Regions from separate parts of the Sus scrofa genome. Here all the other regions are linked to region 3. Evidence: chromatin contacts called from public HiChIP or PLAC-seq data. All regions are on one chromosome and are shown on one strand. The core of a region is the stretch at or near the end of the contact, and the rest is flanking DNA. Distances in the headings are between cores, read along the strand shown. Region 1 overlaps MAML3 (mastermind-like protein 3). Region 2 overlaps MAML3 (mastermind-like protein 3). Region 3 overlaps LOC110262151 (a long non-coding RNA gene).

The links. HiChIP or PLAC-seq counts read pairs in DNA pulled down with a chosen protein or histone mark.
Region 1: a contact with region 3 is called in an H3K27ac HiChIP or PLAC-seq map of skeletal muscle. The contact joins two enhancer-like sites. A contact is called at or near these places in 5 of 47 Hi-C or Micro-C datasets (embryonic fibroblasts, epiblast stem cells, mesenchymal stem cells and 1 more) and 1 of 2 datasets of contacts at active chromatin or transcription factors (skeletal muscle).
Region 2: an H3K27ac HiChIP or PLAC-seq map of skeletal muscle shows a contact between it and region 3, with 4 times the contacts expected there. The contact joins two enhancer-like sites. A contact is called at or near these places in 2 of 47 Hi-C or Micro-C datasets (embryonic fibroblasts and epiblast stem cells) and 1 of 2 datasets of contacts at active chromatin or transcription factors (skeletal muscle).

Annotation. Positions count from the first base shown.
Region 1 is chr8:86,979,954-86,983,470 of Sscrofa11.1, reverse strand. All of the region lies in intron 1 of MAML3 (mastermind-like protein 3), which reads right to left. Among named protein-coding and RNA genes, the nearest start is that of MAML3, 100 kb to the right of the region's middle. Within about 2 kb of position 1,565, at least 63 of the 83 cell types and tissues checked have an H3K27ac peak or open chromatin away from gene starts, as enhancers often do. A contact at or near this core is called in epiblast stem cells and skeletal muscle, where this site is marked.
Region 2 is chr8:86,935,495-86,939,385 of Sscrofa11.1, reverse strand. The region is part of intron 1 of MAML3 (mastermind-like protein 3); the gene reads right to left. Among named protein-coding and RNA genes, the nearest start is that of MAML3, 58 kb to the right of the region's middle. Within about 2 kb of position 1,580, at least 47 of the 83 cell types and tissues checked have an H3K27ac peak or open chromatin away from gene starts, as enhancers often do. A contact at or near this core is called in skeletal muscle, where this site is marked.
Region 3 is chr8:86,798,122-86,801,890 of Sscrofa11.1, reverse strand. All of the region lies in intron 3 of LOC110262151 (a long non-coding RNA gene), which reads right to left. Among named protein-coding and RNA genes, the nearest start is that of MAML3, 79 kb to the left of the region's middle. Within about 2 kb of position 1,525, at least 34 of the 83 cell types and tissues checked have an H3K27ac peak or open chromatin away from gene starts, as enhancers often do. A contact at or near this core is called in epiblast stem cells and skeletal muscle, where this site is marked.

The DNA.
Region 1 (3,517 bases), core at 316-2,815, 180 kb before region 3:
TGCTTTAGCTTAGACCTGTATTGACTGTCATTTACGTCATGGTATTAAGAAAAAGATAAACTCTTAAAACAAAAACATTCTAGTTGCTGAGCGCTTGTGAAGGTTTTTCCCTGGTAATTCCCTTTTGGTTAATCTGATCCCCCCACGCTTCCCCTTTATGAAAATATTTTAGTTTGGGTTCAAAAAAAAAAAGAAAAGACAGACAGAAGTTGGTATAAAGGCTAGAGAAAGTAGGTGGAGTGGGAAAATAACGATCACTTTTCTGTGTGATACTGAGTAAGTGGACGGGATTTCTGGTCCAGCAGTATGATAGGATTTCAAGTATGAAAGGAAAATTTCTTGAGGGAAATGGACAGTTTAACCATGAGTATCGTGCGTTTGATATCCTACCACAACACAAGCAAATCCAGGAATAGGTTACAGGAAACCACAACACCCTTGACTGAGAAACACGAGTTATTTTTTCCAAAGGCACAGGAGCCACCAAACAATAAGCCATCTCCAAAATGTCCAGTAAAGGACCTTTACTGGGAATCGATTGGGCAATGAACCGAAGAAAGCCTCCTGGTAACTGGACTTCATCTGGTTGCAAAAATACTGGATGCCTTCGCTCCTTTTATCACCAAAGATAGCAAACATTCTCCCTGGAAAACTTACCTAGAATCTGTCTTGTTGGAAGGTCAGATCTACAAAGCCGTAATTACTCAGGTAACTTGAGTCTGCTGTTGCCCAAAATACCCAAGTAATTATAGGAGAAAGGTCACTTCCTCTGTATAATCGCAACTCTACCACTGGCTGTCTACACTGGCAGTTATCCAGATAGGAACAGCCTTTCATCTCATCCTGTGCTTGCATAGACCTTACCAAAGACAATGACATTCTTAATGGGGAATTTTTTTTTAATTGCCTTTATAAATATTCCTCCGCTCTCACTCATTCCCCAGGATGATCAGATGACTCCTTCCACAGGACAAGATACAAAATACCCTTTGCCCATTTGTACATTCAAGGAAAGGCATTTCTGGACCAGAGTACTGCCAGACAGAAGAAAGGGAGAGGTGAAGAGGAAGAATGAACAGAGGGTGCCAAGATCTGCACGACTATAGGGATTAAAAGAGTCACAGCTGTGGAGAGAGGTGGGGGGGCGTGGAGAGAGAGAGAGAGAGAGGGAGAAGGAAGCAGAGCAGATATGCAGGTCTGTCTGCAGGTCGACAAACGTCTCATTCCGAGTTTGAGCTTTGACAACAGCCGGCAGTTTGGGGGCAGAAAGCAGCGCATCTGCCGGTCTGTGATTGCTGAAGAGAAGCGCCCATTCCCTTTCTCCACAAAGAAAAAATGGCATTTATCTCAAGTACAGCCAGGCAGATTAGGATTCACCTCCCCCACCCTCTTTCTTCCCTCTTCCTCCTCCTGGCTCCCTCACCGCCTCCCCTTCCTGTTGGAAAAGAAAAGGTGGGAGGGGAGAGGGAGGGGGAGGAGGACCCGCCGGCCACAGACAACGCGGTGGGAGTCTCTTTTCTTCGGCTTTTACCAGCCTATGGGGGTCAGGATGCTATTGGTTCAGCTTTACGGGTGATCTGCTGCCTCTCACTTAGCAACAGCGAGCCAGGGAGGCAGGAAGCGACGCCACCAGGCTCAGGGAGCGTGCGGATGGTTTAAAACGAGCCACTCACTCGGAGGGGAGACGGAAGGGGAGAGAGAGAGAGAGAAAGAGAGCAGTCTGAGCTTAACACACTGTAGCATTAAGAGCAAGGCTTAATCGGGGAGTTAAGCACAACCAACCGGCAGGCTATGGGGAAGAGCAGAGACTGGACAGGAGTTATTTTTAATGAGTACCTGTATAAATCATATACAGAAAGCCTTCCTGTATTTTTTTTTAAAGGACAAACTGCTCTGTGCTGCACGTGTGGTGCGTTGGGAGAGAGATCGGTTCTCTAGGCAAAAGAAAAATAATTATAATAAGAGATAAGATGAATCTAAAACTGTACAGCAGGCTTACTCGGTTTTATTTTGTTTTCACACCAGGGTGCTACTAGAAAAGAAAAAGTAAAATTGGGTGTACTTGAAAAAGCAATTGGCTATGTAATCCCAGGGTTTTGGGTGGATTTTTTTGTTGTTGGGTTTGTTTGTTTTTTTTAATTAGTCCACAGAGTAGCTGTTTCTAAATCCTAAATTCCATTTTAGCATTTGAGAATTAACTTTCTGGGGTGGAAAGCGCCAAAAAAGAAGTACATCTCTGCTGGAGAGAGATTTTTTTTTTTCTCTCTCTCTCTTTGCTTCCTTTGTGGTAAAAGGGAAATTTCTGAGAAGGATGCTGATAGAAGTTCTGAAAGCTCACACCGCCTCAATGTAACAGGGCTCAGGGCCAATAACAACAAGGAAATGTATTCCGCGAGTCCATATTCTTTCATTTCTCTTAATAGAATTTTCCCTTCCCCTCCATCCCAGGTCCCCCACCAGACTTGAGAAGGAGTCTGTCACTTCTGTTTATCCCCCTCAACTCAACCCACCGCATCACATCAAACAGCCTAGCCCCTGACTCTAAAATATAGATGGGAAGGTATCTTGCTTCCCTTCTTGGAGAGAAAAATGGTGCCTTTCAACATGGACTGGAGCTTTCATTGGTGTCAACTGGGGCCCTAGCGACAAAGACAAGCAGCCGGGAGGGCACAGATGGACCTTTATCTGCCCAAATAAACCAGACCCAATTAACCCCTTCAGCTCTGAGCAGTCAGAAGCCACTGACTACAGTGACACCTACTGCTCGGGGTGCAGTTGTACAACGTGGTACCACCTACCAGGTTCTCAACATTTGCTCCACTGATAGGGGTTCCACTGAATACACATTTTTCTACTCTGGGCAGCTGGCCGCAGGACCTCCTCATGGGTCAGGGGCCCTCTCCCCTGAGGTACAAATGCTCCCGTGTAGAAACTGACTCACTAGCAGTGACTGTACACAAGAGGGAGAGAGAACATAATTGGACAAGAGCCTCCTTCAGAATCACGATGAAGGTCAGATCACTTTTATTAACTATCCTCTTTGATACCTGGTTAAATATCTTGGGCAAAATGAAACTTTTATCCAGCATCCACGGAATTTTACTCTATAGAGAAATATATGACAGTGAAGGATTAGTACAATAAAGGTCTTTGAAACTCCACTCCCATAGTTTATATAATAGCATGTTAATCAATTCACATTTCTTTTACTCTATGTGTATAGTCAGATCCCAGAAATTCCCTTGCATTGAGGAAAAAAGTCCATTTAATTATAAACGTTAAAGTTATAGCCTTCTGAAAGCAAGCAAAAATGCCTATATGTTAATGACAAAAATATCTATCAGCCTTATGATTTTTTTTCCAGTAAGGACAAGAAACAATGTCACTAACAGAAGCCATGATTTCTCCCAAAATAGGCACTATATTTAAAACTATATTAAAGGTGCCAAAATGATTGTAAAAGTAATGTCAGGGGTCAGGTGATACAGCTTGATTCATTTTTTTGGGGGAAAAAAAA
Region 2 (3,891 bases), core at 331-2,830, 140 kb before region 3:
TAGCTCCTGCTAGGGAGCTTTTATAAAATCTTCCAACTTAACCGACTCTCAGCCTATGGAAATCAAGGACATAAATTCCAAAATTCTAACCCGACTGGATGGGGAGGGAGCTGGGGTTGGGGAGAAGCAATCAACACAGCCGTTCTTCTCCAGGCCACCTACTCCCCCTCCCCAAAGTAGAATCGGAGGAGAAACCGGGTGAGGCACGTTAACCGCGAAGCCCTCCTGCAATTAATGTGTTATTGCTCCTTTAAAACTGAGAACAAACGGCCGGCAGCTCGTGATCCCGGAGGCTGCAGTGCGGTAATTGTCACTTCGCCACTTAACTCCCCGCCGCACTGCTCACTCACTTGTCCCGGTTTATCTCTCAGCCAATTACTGCTGTCATTTGCGTTTCAATGGGTGTCGTCAGGGGGTCCGGCCCAGGCTGCGGGGCACAGGAAACGCGGGAGGGGACGCTGGCTTCCCAGGGCTGCTGGGTGGGAGCTGCAGGCGTACTCGGAAGAGAGGCCCACAAAACCATGCCAGGGGGACCCAAGGCTCCCCCAACAAACTCAGGTTTTGTCCTGGTCTACACTGAGGCCACCGGAAAGAGGGATGCCTGACCCTGAAGGCCCCAACACAATAATGATCGTGATATTAAAGCACTAGACATTTTAGCTGCTGAGCTGACAGCAGATGAGAGACAAGCCGGATGTACCAGAGACGATGTTGATGTATTATTGTGAAATCAAGGCGGGCACAGTCGCCAAGTGTGAAGACAGCAAGATCTTAATTCAGTCCTCATTGCTCTTATTTGCACTCAGATTTCCACACTGGGGAGGTTGGTTATCCATCTATAACCTGGCCCTACAGTGTAGGGAACTTGTGAATTTCCTAGGCGATTCTGAGCTGAAACATTCTATTGGTTGCCTACTGTCATAAGTTTATGGTAGATTTGTACTCTGTCACAAATTTTCATTAAAAAAAAAATTCCTGAAAGGCATAACCAGATGTGAATTTTTATACTTAAATCAGAAAAAAAAAAAAACCTTTGCCAGATGATGTGTCCAGATTTTCAGTTTCTGAAAAGATGCCCTCTCTGGTTGCTCAGCGGGTTCTAAACGAAGAAGTGAAGTCTTTTCAAATATTTTGTTTCCTCTGCCTTCCTGGATCCGATCTATACCCCTGTTCACCGCATTAAGGCTTTTATCCCAGAAGGTTTAAACCTCCGGTTTGCAGAGGAAGCATCTTAGTTGAAGTGTATTAATCTAGCTTGAGCTATCCTTTGGAATGCACTTGATCTACTCGGAATATCAAAGCAGGCGTTTTAAACCTCAACTACGGGAAGCAAATGGGAAAGGAGGAGAGGCTGAGGAACAGACCGAGTCTCTTATAACTGGCTCCTGTACGGTTGGCAGCAACTAAGAAGGCAGCATATATCAGTGTGGAGGGCAGAATATCAGCTAGCTGGGTGGTCAGCCACCTCTGGGTTGCCCATCTTCGTTTTCCCAGCTTAATAGCAGCGAGGTTGTCCTGCTCACCCTGCAGTTAGCAGCAAGCTCGCTCTGACATTCCATCCTCTGAAGCCCCAGCAACCGCAGGAGGAGGGCCGGCAGCTGGGGCTGGAAGAGACCTGTTCTAGCTGGATCCACACCGCCCAGTCTCTGGGTCTAAAATAAGACTCTCAACTTCTCGGCCAATGAGCTGCGCCGAACCTGATGACGTAACAGGCACCGTGTGTTCTATTTGCAGGCAAGGTCCGTGCACCCCAGGATTTCAGCCAGGTGAGGAGGAACTGGGGAGGGGGAGGGGGTGCAGGAGAGGGGGCGGGGCGCAAGAGGATGGCCCTGTCATCCTGCTACTGTGTGTGTGCGTGTGCGTGTGTGTGTGTGTGTGTGTGTGTGTGTGTGTGTGTGTGTAGAGAGGGGCTGGAAAGGCTGCTGAGGTGCCAGAGTAATTATATACCTCATCTTGGGCTGTGCAAAGACGAGATGGCCTAGCTCTAGCTAATTGCCATCCTCAGGCAACGGTGTTCCCCACTGAACATCAGAGAAGGGAATCTGTTCGATACAAAACAAAGAAAAAGCACACGTCCAATAAAGCTAACCAAGGGCCCCCAGTGCTGACTGGGGCCATCCACAGAGTCGCGACTCCGATGGCCCTCACTCATCTTCTCTCGGCTCTTCTAATTAAGAAAGCTTTAAACGTGGAACCAGTTTGCTCCTTTCTTGCTCTTTTATAGTCATCGCCCTGCCCCAAATATGATGAGAGAGAGAGAGGGTGCCTCAAAAGATGGAGAGTGTGGTTCCTAAGATAGCCCATGGCTAAAGTGTGAACTTCCTAATTAAGGACCAGGCACAGAAGTAACTTTCTCTTCTTTTCAGCTCTTCGTGTTTTTTCAAATGCTGTTTCAAGCTGAACCGACTACTCAGATATCTTACCCCTCCTTTCCTCTTTCCTCTGTCTTTGTCTCTCTCCGTGTGTTTCTCAGCTGATCCGTAGCTTCTTTCTGGGTTAGGAAATGTGCAATACATCTTTTTCTTTTGTCACCTGCCCTTCCCCTGGCCAGTGGCAGCCCCAGTGCAGGTTTGGAAGCCTGCTACTGATCATCCAGGACAAAACCCAGGCCAATCAGCAGGGCAGACCTGAGTCCATGTCTGCAGAGGAGCTGCCTTGCTTGGGCTTCTGCCCCAGAAGAGGAAAGTGGAGCTCAGCCAGGAGCCCCTCCTTTTCATGCAGAGAATCTGCGTCCCCGAAGTCGGAGGGAGCATACATTTCTTCTCTTTTTGTCAGATTTAACTTGATTGAGTGAGAAGAATTGTATCTATTCCCACCAAGGCCACCTGCTTTCTCCAACTTTCACAGAGCACATCCATGAAACTCCAAGCCCAGATTTTCCAAGATCTCACTGTGAGCTCAGCCTGGACCATCTCCACAAACAGGCCAGACCTGCACATCTCAAGCTGACTCCATCACCTTCCTCTCTAACGTGACCCTTCCATGGTGACAGTGCCCGCACCCGGGGCCAGGCTCAAGCATTACTGCACCCTTGCCTCCTACACCTGTCAGCGAGCTTTTTGAACTTTATTTCACACACATTTCAAATCCAACTCCAGAAGCCGGAGATGAAACCACAGCCCAAACCCATCCTGCTCATAACCATCCTGCTCATAACCATCCCCCCCTCACCCAGCAAAGGCTGATACCTAACTCCATTGCCCAGTGCCCTTCCGCTCTGCCCTCCAAGCCCCTGGGCATGACATTCAGAGCCATGCTTCTCTCTGCCACCACTGGAGTCAGTGACTCCCTGCACTGGGCACCTGCCCCTCCCCCAGGGTGCTTCCCACTTGCACCCCTAGTTCACACTCACCTGAGAGCAGCCCCTCCCCCCTTCACTCAGCTAAGGACTATGACTTTGCCCAGGCCACACCTGTCTTTAACTTCTTTACCACCTGAGTAGGCCAAATACCACACTTCTGTGCCCCTATCATGTTCACACACACTTCTGTCACTGTATCCAGCTCCTTAGGGGCAACCTGGGGGCCGGGGGGCTGTGTACTCTTTCTGAGTGTGGTCTCAGCACCCAGTTCACACAGCGGACACCTGTTACGCACACACAGCAGGTTCTCAGCAACTGGGATATTGCACTTGTGCTTTCAGATGACTGGTTAAGGCCATCTGTTACTGCAGGACGATCAATACCTTAGCCTGAATTAGCTCCATTTTCATGTTATCTATTTAAAGAAGACAGACTCCGAGACACCAAGGAGTGTGTCTACGTAGCATGTTTTGTCTGGCGACTGATCTGCTTCTTCGGACACTTAATAATGTGATACAGTTGAGGGTGATGACGATGACAATGACGTCAACCGGAGCAGGAAACTGGAGATGACTCGACATCCTTTTATG
Region 3 (3,769 bases), core at 276-2,775:
CCACACATGCGACAAATACTGCGAGTCACTGACCATCCAGGTACACACCATGGCTTCGAATGCAACTTTAAAGCAAGGCCCACCCCTAGAGAACCTTCCAGATGGAGTATTGCTCTAAAATGGGCAGCTGGTAGCCCCAAAGCATTAATAAGCCTAGTTAAGCGCCTTAGTTATACCTGTGTGGCTCTGGGGAGAATGTGCCCTCACTGGATTGATTTCTGCTCTTTTCTGGGAGGGAAATAAAGTTTGCTGACTAGGGAGTAGAAGAGCTAATTATTAGTCATTTGTGGGTTCAACTTGTTGGGTATCTCTATAAGTTCCAGTGATCATTCATTATGTTCTGCAAAATAATCTAACCCAATTCCAATGGTAAACTTAAAAATTTACTGAACAGCTATTACATGCTGGGCTGTTTATATACATTAGCTCCTTTCATCTTTATAGGAAGGTTTAGATAGGTCTCATGACCACCATTTTATAGAGCAGCAAACTGCAGCCCAGGGAAATGAAATAGCATATCCCCAAACTTCCCAGCTAGCACATGGGGAGTCAGAATTCCAACCTGGGCGCGTCTGACTCCAAAGCCCATGTTTATACACTGTCTCAGAACTTTCCAATGGAGAGGGGAAAACATGTATATGCAAGGGAGAGGAAGGAGAGGAGAAGGGCCTAACACAGCCCAGCCCAGCCTCAGGGGCCGGAAGAGGGATGGTGGCCGCGGGCTGCAGAAGGATGGCTGGGATCTTCTGTTGGGAGTGACCAGTCTGAGGATGTTCTGGGCTCTCCTCTTGGCCCCCTTCTCAGTCTAGGCAACAGTGATGCGAGATCTGTCTCAAGGGCAGCAAACTGCATCCCTTTCCCCTGCCTCTCCAAGGAGTCAGGTTGTTAATAACAACAGTTACTCCAGCCTGGTCTCCTACTAAGTTAAGTACCACTTTTAAAAAATCCTCGCTACATTCCTAAAAGTATTACTGCCGATTTGTATAGCCTGGGAGATGGAAGCTTGGGGAACATCCCCAAGGTCACAAAACCCCAGGTGTCAATGCTCACGTTTCAACCCAGGCTTCTGATTTTAGAGCCATCAAAAACCTTAACACCACGTTCTACTGGACAGAGGTTGGGGGTCGGAGGACCGCGTGGCCCTTTCACTGTCACCTGACATGGCTAGCCGGTGAACGTAAGGGGTAGGATCTGCCCGACTCCTGCAAGGAGGCTTGCTGATGGCACCAGACAGGCCCAGGCAGACACATGGGATCTTCCTGCTTTGAAGCTCACCAGATCTTGCTGCTTGGGGACCTGGCCCGCCCCAGGGCTTGTCCCTGGCGTTGGCATTACCTCAGTCAGAACGCAGCCCCACGCCTGGCTGGACAGCGTTTGGGGTAGGCTTGGGCTCTGATGCCTGGGATGAGCGAGCTGAGGAGGAAGACATCCAGGCTTAGGCAGGCGCCAGGCACCGGGGAGTGGGGCTCTGCACCGAGATCACTATCCCCACCCTCCAGCGTCTGTCTGCTCCTTTGGCCGCAGCCCTGGCGGAGCAGAGCAGAGGGATGGTGGGCGATGGAGGGAGCGCCCTGCTCCTGGGCCCCTGGGACCTGGAGGCTTTTGTGTATTCGGAACCAGATTCCCCGCCTCCCATTCCCGCTTTCTTTTCCCCTAACCGAAGTCCCAGTAGAGTATCCAGCAATTAGCACGCTAGGAGCGGGTGGAAGACGGCGGCGGGCGGGCGTGGGGGCGGCGAGACCCCTCCCACCGGGATCTGTGCAGCGCCCCCGCCTGCGCTGCCTTCGTGCGCCACCTACCGGCTGCTCACGGCTGCTGCGAGCCCGCCAGCGCTGTTCCTAGGCAGATCTTGATCTCCGTGGACAATAGACAATGGGAATTTTTTTTAAACAATGATTTATTTTGGGGGGTGGGGATACGGAGAAAGGAGGGAGGAAGCAGCAGTGTGTTTGTCATCGCTTTAGAAAAAAATCTCTGTTCTATCATTGTTTCTGCATATCCATTATATTGAAGACAAAAGAATCCCGTTCTGGAACAACAAAGCCAAGGGAAATGTTTTCTGTGGCTGACATTTAATTGCGTGCACAAGGTGCTACATTATCATGGGGAGAGATTGTAAAAAGGATAGGGCGCAGCTTCGGTTCAAAAGCCTGACTTTTTCTGCTTTAAGCTGTGGTCTTTCTTACATGAGCCCGGTTTTATATTGCCTCATATACCTCTGCTCACGTTATGCACACACAATTCTACGTTTCTGTGTAGTTTCCCATCCCATCGTAAGGATTCCTTGTGGATTATTTTCACACCACCTCCAAACTGTGTTCTTTTACAGCTAACAGAGATAATTATGCTTCCTTTCACAACCTCCCTACACATTCCTTACGAAAAGGATCTTAATTTTCAGGAACTGTTTAGGAGCCTTGGAGAACTCTTAGTCCAGCCCCCTTGTTTTACACATGAAAGAGGAAGAATGCCTTGTCCAAAGGCACACAAATTATTAGAGATGGAGCCAGGACCCTGGCATCCGGAGCCCTGGTTTCTATTATGACCTGCTGTTTGATGTCTTGACTGGCTTGCCCTCGTGGTGGCCTCCGTTCTGGCTGGAGAAACCCTCACACAGAGAGCTGTGTGCACAAAATGGGTGATAACTCAGGATGGGGGTGGGGTGGGCAGAAGCTTCCTTGATGGTGGCAGCCTTTTTATTCCCTTTTTACCCACTGCCCTCTGTACAGGGTACAGAGAAGCAGGGGGTTGGGGGGTGGGGCAAGTGAACGTCATTTTAATCCATTGATTTTTGCTATTTTGCTGTGATAGGTTAATATGTAAAACCTATGCAATTATCCACAACTTTGCTGAAAATGCTTTTCCTGGGATACAGAGCTTGAGCACCCATGCCCACCCCCAGTGCCAACCTGGCTCTTATCTTATATGGAACCTGTTCTCAGTGGTCCCTTGACAAGGTGGTTTGCCCTTGGGCACTTGAATAAGACTTCCTCTTAGGTTCATGAACAGTCCTTGGGGAGATGCCGCTAGCTGATCATGCTCTAGAACAGACATTTTTCTTCTGCCGCCTTCCAAAACACGCTACAGCAGACAGCGCTTCCCTTTCAACTCTTAGCTGTGTCACACTGAGACAGCAGAGTTTTCAAGTCGTACATGAGAAGCTCAGTAAACACCTTTGCACATCCAAAATAAGTCAACCCATCATGGAAGCCTGCTTATCTTAAAGGTTGCTCGGTCTGTTTAAAGCAAAGAGACTAATCTCACAATCTGCAGACAAAGAGACAACAAGCCTAGGAGGTTTCAAAACAAAAGGCCAGAACATTCCCTAACTCTCTTTAAACTGTCTTCTAAAAAGCAGAGAGAAGGAGAAAACACACTTGGATTGTAAGCAATTCTTAAACCTTTCTGCTGAGTTTTGGTACTTTAAGAGCTTTGGTTTGTACAGCAGCCATGTGACATGTTAACAGGGAGTCTGGATCTCAAAATCTCCTGGTTTTCATCTGTTTTTTTTTTTTTTTTTTCCCCAACCAGGTAGGGATTCATCCTGTCTCTCCAAAAAGACCCCCAGTTCAGTGATACTTTAATATGACCACCACACACCTATAAACACCAAGCCTCAAGGATTCTGTAAGAATCAAATGTGATCAAATAAGAGGATGTAGGTGAAAGTGCTTTGAAAGCCTCAAGTACTCTTCCGACGTGAAGAATTATTCCCATGTATTTCAATACTTTGGAAAGTACTGAAATCATTCATTGGAGCTGGGCTATA